Regions from separate parts of the Mus musculus genome. Here region 1 is linked to region 2. A link is a contact called in public Hi-C data. All regions are on one chromosome and are shown on one strand. Each heading gives the region's core, a stretch centred on a gene start, on an enhancer-like site or on the middle of the called end of the contact. The rest is flanking DNA. Distances are from core to core; before and after follow the strand shown.

The links. A called contact is a pair of places that touch in the nucleus more often than the background predicts.
Region 1: a Hi-C map of bone marrow-derived macrophages shows a contact between it and region 2, with 2.4 times the contacts expected there. The contact joins two enhancer-like sites. A contact is called at or near these places in 2 of 15 datasets of contacts at CTCF or cohesin (CD8 T cells and the NIH/3T3 cell line), 52 of 484 Hi-C or Micro-C datasets (B cells, the C2C12 cell line, CD4 T cells and 33 more) and 8 of 115 datasets of contacts at active chromatin or transcription factors (the 230-238 cell line, CD8 T cells, the HPC-7 cell line and 4 more).

What each region holds. Positions count from the first base shown.
Region 1 is chr1:106,694,225-106,701,545 of GRCm38.p6, forward strand. The region is part of intron 1 of Bcl2 (B cell leukemia/lymphoma 2); the gene reads right to left. Among named protein-coding and RNA genes, the nearest start is that of Bcl2, 16 kb to the right of the region's middle. Within about 2 kb of position 1,692, at least 47 of the 459 cell types and tissues checked have an H3K27ac peak or open chromatin away from gene starts, as enhancers often do. A contact at or near this core is called in the HPC-7 cell line, bone marrow-derived macrophages, macrophages and 2 more, where this site is marked.
Region 2 is chr1:106,624,809-106,631,887 of GRCm38.p6, forward strand. All of the region lies in intron 1 of Bcl2 (B cell leukemia/lymphoma 2), which reads right to left. Among named protein-coding and RNA genes, the nearest start is that of Gm37053, 13 kb to the left of the region's middle. Within about 2 kb of position 4,088, at least 189 of the 459 cell types and tissues checked have an H3K27ac peak or open chromatin away from gene starts, as enhancers often do. A contact at or near this core is called in the HPC-7 cell line, bone marrow-derived macrophages, macrophages and 2 more, where this site is marked.

The sequences.
Region 1 (7,321 bases), core at 442-2,941, 67 kb after region 2:
CTAATGGCCTCTAAACCCACTGAGCCATCTTTCTTTCTCTGGACCAAAGGATGCACCAGTTAAATGAAGTAACACTCAACATGACAGCTAAACAAAGTAAATCACGCAAGGCCAAGTGTAGAAGAGAGAACAGAACACAATCAGACACTATTTTATATTGGTTATTTTTATCTTACCCGCCCAGTTCTCTCTAAGGCTATTCCCCAGGGAAATTCCAGTTTCATTACAAAACTGGTTTCTTGTGCCAGGGGAAAGGCTGTGCTGTTGTTATCATTACCATTGTTATTACTGCTAAGGTCATCTCAGATACTCTGTCTACACAAGATAGATGGTTTCCTAAACAAGCGTCCTGCGGCTGCTCACGTTTGCCCCGAGTCATCACATCCAAGGCCTTGAGAGAAGCAGCTTTCTGGAAACTCAAGTCTGGAACAACAGTAGTAGTGTGTCTACACAAGCTACTCTGGTGCTGGTTAGGTTCAACCCCAGCTTCACCCTGCAATCACTGCCATTAGTCACCTCCCCAGACCATTGGGCCCAATGGCCACTCTGCACTTCCTTTCAGGATAGCTCACAGGTCTGTAATCTACTTCTTTGTTTCTCCATCACAGGCAATGTTGGTATCAGGAACCAGCTTTTTTTTTTTTTTGGTTGCAGGTTCCCTCCGGTGATGTCACCCATAGGGGACAGGGACCCATGCATCTGTTGCCATGGCAATTGCCATACATTCCCAGTATCCATCTGGTTTACCTCTCATGCAAGCGGTTAAATCAGACTAAATAAAAGGCAGACCCTCTTGAACTTTGCCCTCTCTTTTCTCTCTTCTCCCTTCATCTCCATCACCCTGTTTGCCCTCTTCCTTCACAATAAACCTCTCTCATTGGCCTGGTGTGGTGTGTCCAGACTCCAACCGCAATTCTATCACAACAGGTCAGGCCTCCAACCAGGCCAGATGCTATCATACCCTACTGTCCAAAATGGTGGTTAAGGGTCAGTCTATGTGAAGTAGCCTCCCCAGAGCCACTCTAGCTGACACAGAATGCCAGTGACCCTTATAAATAAGTGACTTTATACACAGAAAGAGATAAAGATTCAATGGTAAAGCCAAAACTCCCCCTGTAAACTGCTGTATGCCCACTTGAGAGTTCTCACCTAACTCTCCACTCTAAAGTAAGGTAGGAGAAGAGAAAAAGCACAAAGCAGGTCAGCAAACACTGACTTAAACTCTGCACCCCACTCACCTTCTCTTTCACAGTGAGTTGAAATGAATTGTCTCACAAAGTGGGTTTTTCAGATGGCTGAAGCCTAAACTTTCAAAAAATGTTAACCATTTAGAATGGAGGGGTTTCTGCAAATCATTGCCCTCTTTTTCTGGATTTTCCACCTGTTGCTGTGAGCAATTCCCTTGTCTGGAGAGCGCTGTGCTGAGTTGGGTAGGAGTTGAGAAGGACCTCTGGGGTCCTGAGTCTGCTCCATACACAGGGCTGCAGAAGATCATCAGCCTTTTCAGCTGCCAGGCTGCCCTTCACAGCAGAGTGACATCAGTTTTGATTGACAACTCGCTTGGCCTGAGAAGTGCCGAGGAGTTATTTAAAGCTTAGCTCTAGCATTTCCACAGACAGTTTTAGTGTGAGGGTTCCGACCTCATCAACGGTGCCACCCACTGAATGGGCTGTTGGGAAATAGTGAGAGGCTAGGCATGGCTGAAGGGAGCAGGCCATTGAGGGTAGGATTTGAAAGAATATCTTGCTGTAGCTTCTTCCTCTTTCTGTTCTGCTTCCTGTCATGAGATGAACAGCTTCTTTCTCTTCTCTTCTGCTGCCATGATACTCAGCATCACCATCAGCCCAGAACCAGTGGGGTCAAGAACAATGAGCTAAGCTCTGAACCTGACAATTAAAGTCACTCTTGCCCCGTTTAGTTGTTTCTGTTAGAGAGTTGGCTACACAGCAAGAAAAATACCATCAGACTCTAAAACAATTGTTTTAATAATGTGTAGATCTCTCTCATTTAACTTGGTTTTGGTTTAATGCATTTGCTGTCATGATTGGCTGATGGAAAAACATCAATACTCTTGTGAGAAAATGCCTTGTGAATGCAAATTGGCTAAATTGTTATTCTGCTTTGAAAAGGTGTGGAATAGCCAGGTTTATAGGCAGAGAAAGCAGAGGTTGTTCCCCAGAAAAGGAAAAAAAAAATCAGAGTTATTATTTGATGGGAGGAGACTTTCTTTGGGGATCACACAAGTCCTAGTGATGGAAAATGATGGCAACTGTACAGCATTAAACAGCATTGTTAAAATGACATGGAGCTCAGTGGCAGAGGGCGCACTTAGCGTGGTGGTTTGAATAAGAAGGCCTCCCATATGCTCGTTAGCCACTGGAGAGCAGAACTGTTTAAGAAAGATTAGAAGGATTAGGAGGTGTGACCTTGTTGGAGGAAATATGTCACTGGTGGACTTTGAGATCTCAAAAGCCTAAGCCAAGCCAAGTGGCTCTCTCTGCCACACTCTCTCTGTCTGTCTGTCTCTGCTTGCTGTCTCTCTGTCTGTCTCTCTCGGCCTGCTGCCCGTGCATTTGGATGCAAGCTCTCAGCTACTGCTCCAGCATCATACCTATCTGCCTGTTGCTATACTCCCTGCCATAATAATAATGATTTTAACCTTCTAGAACTGTAAGCAAGTACCCAAATAAATTATTTCTTTTATAAAAGTTGCTATGGTTGTGGTGTCTTTTCACAATAGAAGAGTAAACTAGGGTGCTTAGTGTACTTGGAGTCTCTGGTTCAATACCAAATACCACAAAAAATAATAAAATATGACTTTTAGCTAGGTATGGTAAGTCATGCCATTAACCCCAGTACTAAAGAGGTGAATACAGGAGGGTCTATACAACCTCAAGTATTGCTTCTTCAGTACTCAGAACAGTACAGGTAAGGTCTAGAGCCATCTAAGGCACAGAGTGGAAACCTGTCTCAAAAACAACAAAACCTAGCAAACTCGGTAAATTCTAATACACATACACACACTGTTTCTTTGCAAGTTGGCTAGGGAACGGTGACCGAGTCCGCAGTGGCTCTGGATGTAAATGCTAGCAAGCTCACCCTGCACAGCTGCTGTTGTATGGAACGGCCACCACTGAGCAGAGATTGCTGAAGACATTAATGTGTCTGTAGTTCTGAAAGCTTCCTCCACACAGATTACAGTTCTGTGACAAAAGGTTGCTGTTTCTTGGGTACATCAGGAGGAAACCCAAGAGAACTGAGGTCAAAGCGTGGGACTTTCTTCCTCTCACACCAAAGCCAAAGTCCTCCCCTGTCCTTAAAGCAGCACTTGTTACACACACTCTACTAAAAGATGGGAGACACTGGGAGTGGGAATACACTGGGATAGTCAGGGTTTAAAAAAAATACAGCAGCCTTTTCAATACTACATTGTTGGGTTATTCCTTATAAATTAAAACAAGAATAAACAGTTGGCTAGTTCAGTCACCACCACAGAGGCTGGGCATTTGAGGAGCCTCATGTTGAACTCTGTCTTGCCTAATGAAAGGTTATTATTTTCCCTGGACCTAAATAACAATTTCTCTTCCTTTTTTTTTTTTGGCGTCTTAAGAAATACTATGCTATTCTGCTCTTAAAAGTGTTAACATTAGTTAGGCTTGGAAAAAAACATTTAATTTTGTATTTATCTATGCTTTACTAAAAAAATAATACATGTGATTCTTTTTGTTGACTCTTGAGTTTTACATTCTGCATGTGAACTTGAAGTTATTTAAATTTTCGACTCATCTATGCTTAGTAATGAAGAAATTTATCAATTTAAAAAGAGAGAAAGAGAAGAAAAGAGACATTTGGCCAGGCGTGGTGGTCTGCACCTTTAATCCTAGTACATAGTGGGTAGAGGCAGGCAGATCTCTGAGTTTGAGTCAGCCTGGTCTACATGACAAGTTCCACACTGGTCAGAGATACATACAGAGGCCTTGTCTCAGACAAAACATAACAGAAACATTTCATAAGAAAGCAGGAAGAATGTCCTCACTAGTCAGAGTTTGGTGTCTACATTTCACTGAAGAAAAGCATTTCCCGGCCTACCCTGGCGCTCCCTGAGCCCTGTGATTCAGCACTGCATGCATCCCAGTCAAGAGTTACTATGGAAGCACCCTCGAGTTCTGGGACGCAGGCATGGAAACCTCATCTGGCCGGAGGTAGGTTTATTTCTGAGTAGAAGAAAATTTACAGCTAACTTTTAAAGGAGATACATCATCTCCTTGTAAATGTGAGCAACATGTCATTCCACCCCCTGGACGCTGGAAAAAAAACACACACACAAAGGTCTAGCCTAAAAAAAGAACGGCCAGGGAGTCAGGAGGACAGAGGACCTGAAGCCACAGACCTTCCCACCTTTTTATTAAAGGCATTAGGCAGGTTACAATTTGCTGGTGAAGTCACTGCCTGGATGGAGGACAGCACGGTGGGGGGGGGGGGGGTGTTATTCTGAATATGCTGACCCCTGGAAGAGCACAGCAGTCAGGTGTCTGGCCCTGAACAAAACAACGGTGACCACTTATTTTTCCAAAAGCTGCACAGATGCTGGAGCCAGAGAAGAAAGAAACAGAAAAGACTCCTTTAAAAGCTTCATTTTTTTTTTTCCCCTCAGCTCTGTGAAAGACTGTTTGGACCCCATAAAGTGGGAAAGATTTCATCTCCTTGTTACTGAAATGCAGATGACTAAGTGGCTTCTTAAAGAAAACAAAACAAAAACAAAAACAAGAACCTCGCATGTATCCATTTGTCATTCTGAATGGATCTGTGTTTAAACGCTTACATTTTTCTTTAAGTCCTATAGGACTTTAGTTAGCAGTGGGGTTGCCTGAATGTAAGAGCTGGTCTTGCCTCTCAGTGGAGAGGTCGTGCGGTTTCTGAATCTCTAATTCTGCTTTCCATTCTTAGGAGGTTACTAAGGTTAAACATAGGGTCTGGCACTTATGGGAGTTCAATAAGTGCTCGTGTCCTTCCTTCCTTATGCTTAACGCCCAGTCCAATAGCCAGTGCTACAATAAATAGAAGGGGGTGAGACCAACAAGAGATCCAGAAGTGGAGGGGTGCTTCAAGCACGTAATCCAAAAATAGTAGTTCTCTTTAATTAATGTTGCTGCATAGTAACTGACCTGAAACTGATGGTAAACTTAAGGGTAGAACACTAAATTTGGGGTGGTTTATGAACAAAGGCCTTTATCCTTTGCTGTGTGAACTGCAGTGATGCTCCAAAACACACAAGCCCACCTTGCCTCACGCACACCAGCCGCACACACCCTTCCTTAGTCTGCGGCTTTCCTGCTATTCAGGTAGTTACCTATGCACAATGCTCACCTCCCCATGCTGTAGGAGGCGAGGGCTGAAGGAAAAAGGGCTACTGAACATTGTATTTTCAGCTCTGGTCTTCTAGAACAGCGCCTGGCACACAATTTGTTTTGCTTTGTTGTTGTTTACCATGTGACTCTGGACATGCTATATAGACCAGGCTGGCCTCATGTCAAAAGACACCTGCCTGTGCCCGCTTTTCTTAAATACTAGGATTAAAGGTTTATACCAGCAGTGCAGGCTGACCTTGAACTACAAGTAATCCTCCAGCCCTAGTCTTGAGTGCTGAAATTCCAGATATGAGCTACCAAGACCAACAGTAAGAATTTTTTGACATATTCTGGATGGAGCCTCACACCAATGGGCAAACACTACTGCCTCGCAATGACCTCATAAATGCTTCCTTGAAGGGAAAGAGTAGAGTCCATGGCCCTTTTAGCACTTCTGTGCTACCTAAAGATGAAAGCTATGCTATTCTTTTTTAATTTAATGAACGCGTGCTTATACCATTTACCTAGAGAGGAGCCCATTTTTAAATGCAAATAAAAACCATAGTTGCTGGTTAGGTAGTGACAACCAAGGCCACCATCTGTGCTGGTCACCAGGTTTTGCTGTCTCTCTGTTGAGGCCTGTGTGTGTGTGTGTGTGTGTGTGTGTGTGTGTGTGGTAGTTTATAGAATTGTTTCATGCAGTAATATAGACGTCTCCAATTAGCCCTTTAGTACTGTTCTTTTAGAGCCAAGACCACCTGCCTCATAAGTCTCCACAGGGTCCTGAGCTCATATATGGACATCAGGCATTCTATTAGTGTGTGTGTGTGCGTGTGCGCGTGTGCGTGTGCGTGTGCGTGTGTGTGTGTGTGTGTGTGTGTGTGTGTATTTAGCCTTGAATCAATCACAGGTTAGGCAGACATTCTATCATTAAGCCACATTTTAACTTTTGTGATTTATTTATGTTGCAATAGAAAGCAGTAGAGGATACATATTTCCAAAATTAAATAGGGTTGATTCAATTCCTATTAAATAATCGGGTGTCTTAGGACAGTGGTTCTCAACTTCCTAACACTGTGACCCTTTCATACAGATTCTCATGTTGTGATGACTCACCAACCATAAAATGATTTTCGCTGCTACTCCATAACTGCGATTTTGCTACGGTTATGAATCATAGTGTAAATATCTGTGTTTTCCAATAGTCTTAGGCTACCCCTGTGAAATGGTCCTAAAGGGGTTGCAACCCACAGGGAGAGGACAGAAGTGGATGCGGTCTGGTCTTAGGAAACTATACCAGGAAGGTGAGTGATCTACCAGGGCCAAGAGCAGTGCCTCCCTAGCTTCCTGGTTCTAAAACACTGCCAGCAGGTTTCCTCCTCCAGACATACACAGAAGAGTGGGCTGGCTCGCTGTCTGCGGCACGGCACTTGCCTTTCTTAGGGCCCAACAGAGGGAATTCATAGGATAGTTTTGTTCTTTGTTTTCACATAGAAAAAATTCTGTGACAGCCGCCTTCCATAACTGAATTCTGCTCAAAGAAATGTTGATGGGCTGATCTTTTAAAAGGGGGTTATTCCACTGTGAATTCTAGGCCTTCAACCAGACACTGCTGGTTTAAGAGAATATGAGATGAGGCAAGACTCACAAAGAACTAAAACAACAGCCACAGCTGGTTAAAAATAGGTAGAGAGAAGGTCACTATAGTTTAAAAGAAAATGGATGGTACATGAAATACTTGGTCCACTGCCCCATCTTCCTCAATCTCTGCATCCTATCCTTGCATCCACTCTGCTGGTCCTGAGGCCAGGCACAGGGCCCTCTTACTGCCCACTCACACCTTCCCAGTCCCATTGACATCAATTGTGTGAGGGTCTCATATCGGCCTGTGTGGAAAGAGCCCTTGCAGGCTGTGTGTCTCTAGCATCCTCTCTCTGATCCAGCTGGCTTGCTTTCTCTGTGCCAGCCAGGCT
Region 2 (7,079 bases), core at 2,838-5,337:
AGACCAATATATCCTGACATGTTAGTATAACCATTTTAAAAAATGTATTTTTTAAATAAAATTCCATCAGCAATAGCAAGAAATGATCAAGTGCCTATGAATAAATATATGTAAAATGCAAGACATGTGAAATATTATGTATATATGCGCACATATAATTCAGCTGAAAGCTTCAAGGCCTTAATAATGGAAATACATCAGGCTCAGAGGCAACAAGAGTCAACGCAAACATGAGTACCCCCGGGGTTAATGTGTAAGCCAAACCAAATTCATATTCAAACTCAAGCCTGGGTTTTCTATGGTCAATGCTTTGCTGATTTGAAATTTTATACAGAAAAGGTGAGTATCCAAAACTAGTGAAAATTGTTTGGGAAAAGAATAAGATACTGACTTTATCATATATCAAGATAGTGATACATGCATTTATCTTGTAACTAAGACAACATAGTGTTGGTTCAGACACAGATAACTAAACCTGTGTGTGCATATGTGTGTATATGAGAGCAAGAGGGAGGGAGGGGGAGAGAGAGAGAGAGAGAGAGAGAGAGATTCGTATGTGAGAGTCAGCAACACAGCACAGTAGAGGAGGAGGTTGAACTTTCATCAGGTGGGACAGTTATCCCATGTAGAGAAAAAAATCTCTAACTCACTTTATTCCCCCAAGTAAGATTCAAATCCTAATAAAACCAGCGAACTTTAAAACATTTAGAAAAAAAAAAAAAGAGTTTTCAACTTACACAGAAATTTACTCTCGAGATTATGTATACAATTGTATAAACCAAAGGGGAAAATGAAGTAACTGATTTCAAAGTCTCTTATGTGACAAAGCTGCTGAAAGCCAAATGAGGCATTTAAAGGCAATTCTCTTAAGTGCCATAATGTATAGCAAACATTTAGACAACTATAAGAAAACAAAAGAGAATCCATTATCCCCTACACCCAAATGAATCCACACATAGGTACTACAAAGAAAAAGAGGTCCCAACAAGAGAACTGTGGGGAAGGTGGTCCAAAGGTAACCTCAAGAGAACACCAGACATCGGAGCTATGGTGAGATGCCTCTTGAGCTACCAGGTCAGTAAATCACAAAGCCTGACTGTGTCAAGAGCTGCAGAGGATGCTCACAGCCAGGTCCTCACACAGGCTGAGCTGAGAAAGCTCTGGCAGCTCCAAAGGTTTTGACGTCTTTACTTGAAGATTTGAGACTCTAATTACCTTCTATGTCTTTGAGAACTCAGCATGCCTACATGGAAATCCAATCAGAGAAGCTCACAGCAGTCAGTACTTACAAAACAAAATCCAGAACCCCCCTCTAAAGCCCTGTGACGATGAAACAGACAGACTGTGGTACACTCACAGGAAAAGACTGACATACATATGTTTGGAGGGCTATTACAAAACAATCACAATTTATTTCTCAGTTCCAGAAAGTGAGCATCCAAGAGTAAGGTGCTAGCAAATTCAGTGGTGGCTCAGCCTTCCTCATGATGCATCCACATAGTTAAAGGAGTGAGCTCTCCAAAATATCCTGTATAAATCCAATTCATAAAGAACCACCTACTCCTAATGCCATCACAGTGGAATTAGGACTCAGCCCATAAATTTGGGAGTAATACAAATATTCATTCCACAACAATATGGTGGCTAAAGGAACTAGATCACGTAATTTAGGTCATGTTTCAAAAATAATATTTCAAGTTATATTAAAAGTTGCAAAAATACTAACTAGTAAGAATATAACTGTGCATTTTAATGTCAGAATAATATGGGGTATAACTTACAATACAAAACTACATCAGACTTATAACATGACCACAAGAGCTGAATGGGTTCTTTCTGGGAGTACTGGGGCATGATATTGTCAGTGGCAGCAGAGGAGGCTTTCAAAGTTACAGTTCCTCTTCACATCATTTATAAGCAGTGGTTGAAACTTGGTGTGGTGGGTGGAATTACAACTGTAATTCGAGCTGTAGGTAGGTTGAAGCTGGAGGAATGTCATGAGTTTGAGGCCAGTCTGGACTCCTAGGTCAGACTGGGATACATAGAAAACCCAAAAGGAGAGAGAGAGAGAGAGAGAGAGAGAGAGAGAGAGAGAGAGAGAGAGAGAGATTGAGAGATGGAGAGATTTTTAATGGTGTATGGGTCTCAGCTGTCTGTAGTGTTTTGCATCTTATAAGTATACATTTTTGAAGGTTATGTTTAAGAGGTTGTATGTATATGATATTCACCTGGCCCACTCCTCCATCTTTCGGCATATGCGCCAGAGGACCCATAAGAGATTGCCCACAGCCATCTTAGTTTGGGTCCTGCTGGCACAGTGACAAAGTCACAGGTTAAGCACGTCTGAGACTGCTTGCACTGATGAGGGACACATGGCAGTATCACCATGAGCATCATTAGCAAAGGACTAGTGATGATGCAGACGGCCTGTGGCCTCCACAATGGGTTGTAGGTCACCATTTCCCTGCTCAAAGCTCACTTGTCACACCATCAGCACCACAACACTCACTGAGTCATTCCTTTAACACAAGGAACTGGCACTTGAGGGAAGCATGGTGGGGTGGGGGTGGGTGGAGGAGAGAAACCTCCTTCTTAGGAAAGGCAATGACATAATCCCATAAAAAGGGAAGCAACCAGCTGCTCGCGCCGGTCATCTGATGTCTTTTCAATGGGCCTGTAACTCACTTCGGAGAGGTTGTATCTCTATTTCACATCTGCTGAGGAGGAAGGAGAGGTCAGAGGAGGAGAGAGAGGAACACCATTCAGCCAGTGGAGTTAAGGACAGGCGTTCCCCTACAATGACATCTGACCCTATCTTGCCTGGGGTGGGTATCTTACTCCTCTTTCAGCTCTTATTATTTTTTTTGTTTAGACTTTTATTTATTTTGTATGTGCATTTATGAGGGTATGTCACATGGGCAAGGTGCTTGCAAAAGACAGGAGAAGGTGTCAGATCTCCTAGGAGTAGATATGCAGGTAGTTGCACATTATCTTACATGGATGCTGGAAACTATGCGTGCAGCAAATACTCTTAATTGCTGAGCTTCCTTGTTTTCAGGTGTGTGTGTGTGTGTGTGTGTGTGTGTGTGTGTGTGTGTGTGTGTGTGATTGGCTACCTTCAAATTTACTATGTAGCTGAGGGTGACCCTGAACTTCTGGTCTTCCTGTCTCTACTTTCCAAATGCTAGGATTAGAAGCATATAGTACACCAATAAATTTATTCATAGAATGTATAGATTGGGTCACTTAGTCCCCATAGAAGCATCCAGATGTAATTGTGGGTAAAATGCTCAGCTAGACTTTTTAAGCCAAGAGACCAGCAAAGCTATTCATAAAGTATGGACATATGCTTCATGCTAGCAGACACACACACACACACACACACACACACACACACACACACACACACACGTATATATATTTAACTCTGCCACAGAGAATTCACAGCTTTAGGAATGGCTACAGGTATACTACAGAATCCAGTTTTCCTAAGTTAAGACCCCCATGAGGTTCACATAAATGAATGTGAGAGTCACAAAAATTGGCAGCAGTGAATGATTTCTGTACATCCTATGACCCAATATTAATTCAAGATCAAATGGGAACTGAATCATAGCATTTTTGCAGTGTTCCTCTTTTGATCACACCACAGCTTCAGTTCTGAACTCCTGTGTTCTCAGCAGCAGGCATGCTGCAACACCATGCAATGTTAGAAGTACCTCAGCTTCAAGACCACTAGCTAAGAACACATTGTATACTCAATACTGTCTGCTTTTATAGAAATATTAATAGTTTAATTATGGAAAGCAAAGACTTTTAATATTTTTCTACCATTACTCCTCAGTATATTTTAGTTGTGTTATATTCAAGTGTTTGATTTGTAAATTGCTATTTGAATTGTTGATTGCATTTTTCAGAATAAATCAATCAGTAGAGGAGGAGGAAGAAGAAGAAGAAGAGGAGGAGGAGGAGGAGGAGGAGGAGGAGGAGGAGGAGGAGGAGGAATCCGCAGCAGCATACAGTGCACTCAGTTTACTGGTGAGTGAGGTCAGGGTCTTGTAAGGCCAGGCAAGCACAGCAGCCTCATCCCCAACCCAGCTCCCTGCATTGAACACTAGGGGGAGAGTCCTGGAGTCAGTGCAATCCTAGCCTCTGTTGTTGTGGGGAATTCCTTTTCCTTTTCTTTTAAAATCTGCAGCAGGAACTTCAGCATCTTCCATGTACACAGGGTGTATGTAAGTCTCACTCTCTGACTTGCCACTTTGCTCTTCAGTCCTCCATAAATACACAGATGCCCAGAAGTAGTGTTCATTAACCTGTTTAATCTCCATCAATGCCATCCCTCAGACCCCTAGCCTACCCTCTCTCCTGTTCCATCTTGGGTTGCCTATAGACTGTTCTAGAAGGAGGTCTAAGCCCCTGCCATCTTGAAGGAGAAGCCAGTAATGGGCTCCATCCCATTAGAGGAGTAAACATGCTGGCTGTGGGAGTGGTCTGGACCAGGAGCTTCTCCCCAAAGCAGTACCACATGCACATTTGAGGCTGCAAATAAGAAAGAATTTTCTGGCTGGAGGAACTGCTAAATAGCAGGGTGGGTAACCAAGGGAGGTCCCGGAATCTCCTCTCGAGATCTTTGAAACTAAGATACAATCTCCCATGTCTGCGATAATTTTTTGCAGTCCTGACTAGAGACAGATGGAGGAGGTGCCTCACAGAGACTCCTCCCTAGGCCTGTGATCTGCCTCTTGCCTTCAGTTTGGGCTAAGCTCCTGGGGAGTCGCTTCCCGGGGAAGCTCTGGGATGTAGAGCAGGCTTGTTTACATCAGCCTCTCTTCCTCACACCTCTTTCCTTGTTCTCAGATGGAAAGCTGGTCAAAGGTCAGGGTTGCCCAACTGCCCACACATAGTTTGGTAGTAGCATCAGACTCCGGCAAAACAGAGGGTTGATTCTAATGTCTGTGCATCTACCCCAAGCTCAGAACCTGGGTGAGAACAGAGACAATTAGCTTTTGCTAACAATCCATTCCAAATGAGAATATGATCCCGCTAATTGATTTTAAATAGATTTTTAAAAAGGATCCTTGGCCGTACTTCATCCTGAATACAACAGAGTTTCAAAAGTGTTCATTCCAGGGTTGGTTTCTTTCCCCCCTTTCTTCTGGCTTAAACCCCAAATGGCCAAGATCCCAGTCTGAATAAACAGTGTGGGTGGTGACTGTTCTGTGGGGCCCTGTAGAGGATGCAATCACTTTCCTTCTCTGCTCAGCATTAAATCATGTAAAAGTAGCTGGGGACTCCACCACCTCCTCACCAAGGAACCAAGGGGGCAGCTTAACGTGTATTCTTTGCCCAGGGAGGGATGGAGCAGGAAAGGATTTCTCCTAGCTGTGAGCATTTGATTATGCATAAAGTTCATTGACCTCACAGGCAGCTGTCAGATGATCTTGCTAAGGCCTGTGAATGGCATCCCAGGAATGCAGTGATGTGGGCAGAAACCCAGTGAGTTCATGCCACCAAGTGCTTTAAATGGGACAAATGAGTGGCTGACCAGAATGCCTCCAGTGGGAACAGAACCAGAGGATAATCAGTAATTCAATATCACCTAAGCATTGCTGGATCTTCAAAAGTGATCCCTGGAAATCAGAAACTCGGGACAACTCCCATAGGGTCCTGAGGGGGTTGGGAGGCATGGTAATGGGAGGCTGAGTGGGAAGCCAGTCTGCAGGGTTACTGCTGTAGCAGGCTGCAAATAAGGCACTTTCAGTATTCCCTCCCTTCTTAAAAGGTAATGCTTTCTGCCTTTCCTGCCACTGACACCAGAGGAAACCGAGGAAGCAATACATTCCTAAGGACGCTGTGGGGCTTGAAGGGGACAGTGGAGTCTCTGTTTATTTAGACAGTTTTGATATAATACAGCCCTACATGTGTATGCAGTAAGTATACCTACTTGTCAGTAAATGCCCTGAAATACTTTTTATGCAAAGTGGGCTGCTACATTCTCCTCTTTTTCATCCTATCTGGGGCAGCCTCTGCTCTACAGGCAACCGGGGTATGGAGTATGGGAAAGTGTTGGACCCAACTGGTCTCTGCTTCTGGGTAAAAGGAGACAGGGAGTTCCCATCAGTGCGGTCAGATGGTTAAGGGCTGGGGGGTCTCTGACTCTGGAGGAACTTGAACTACTTGGGCTTGGTGCTTCTTCAAACACTTCTGTTACCTTGTTGAGTATTTGATAGTTTCTTTCAGTAGCTTTCTCACCTAATGCACTCACTTTATCTATCAAAATATTATGCTTTGCATGGGTAAATACCTCACAGTCATATCTTAAGTCAAGACTGCATTGCATTAGCTCTGGTCCCTTTGGTACTATGAATATAAAGAATGAGCAGCTGGAATTTAGCCAACAATTTTGATATCCCACTGGAAGCAGAACAGAAGGAATCTTACTTATCTCACTTTTAAAGTAACCCGAAATTCTAAAGTCCTTTACCAAATAAACCACCTAAATTTGAATGTATGCTCTGTCTATATCCATGTCAACTTAGTGAAGTGTTCCAAAAGCACACGGTGGAGGCTGGGGATGGAGCTCAGTTGGCAGAGTGTTGCCTAGCATTCACAAACTCTTGGACTTGATACTCAGGATCAATTATATAAACTGAGTATGGTGTTATACACCTGCAATCCCAGAATTTCGGAGGCAGGAGGATCAGAGTTCATGGTCATCCTCAACTACAGAGTGAGTTGAGGTCAGCTTGGGAGATAGGTTTCCTGTCTCAAGAAATGAACTGAAGGAGGGAAAGCGTCAGGTAAACTCTGTGTTACGTGAAAACTAAAGAGAGATACATCCTCAAACAGGTTTTAGGTGAAAAGGCACATTCTAATCACAACAGCCTCAATCTGGACAGGGTTCCTTTCAGGTAGGAGGTGGTGACTGGACCCTTAAAGGGTGTCAACAGGCCAATAAGAATTTACTGACAGTTCATTTACAATTAGGCATGATGGAACTCTACAGAAGAGTCACACTACTGCATGGCTAGTAGTCTATAATTTTAGTCTTCTTTTTAAGCCTTCCACTGATGTCT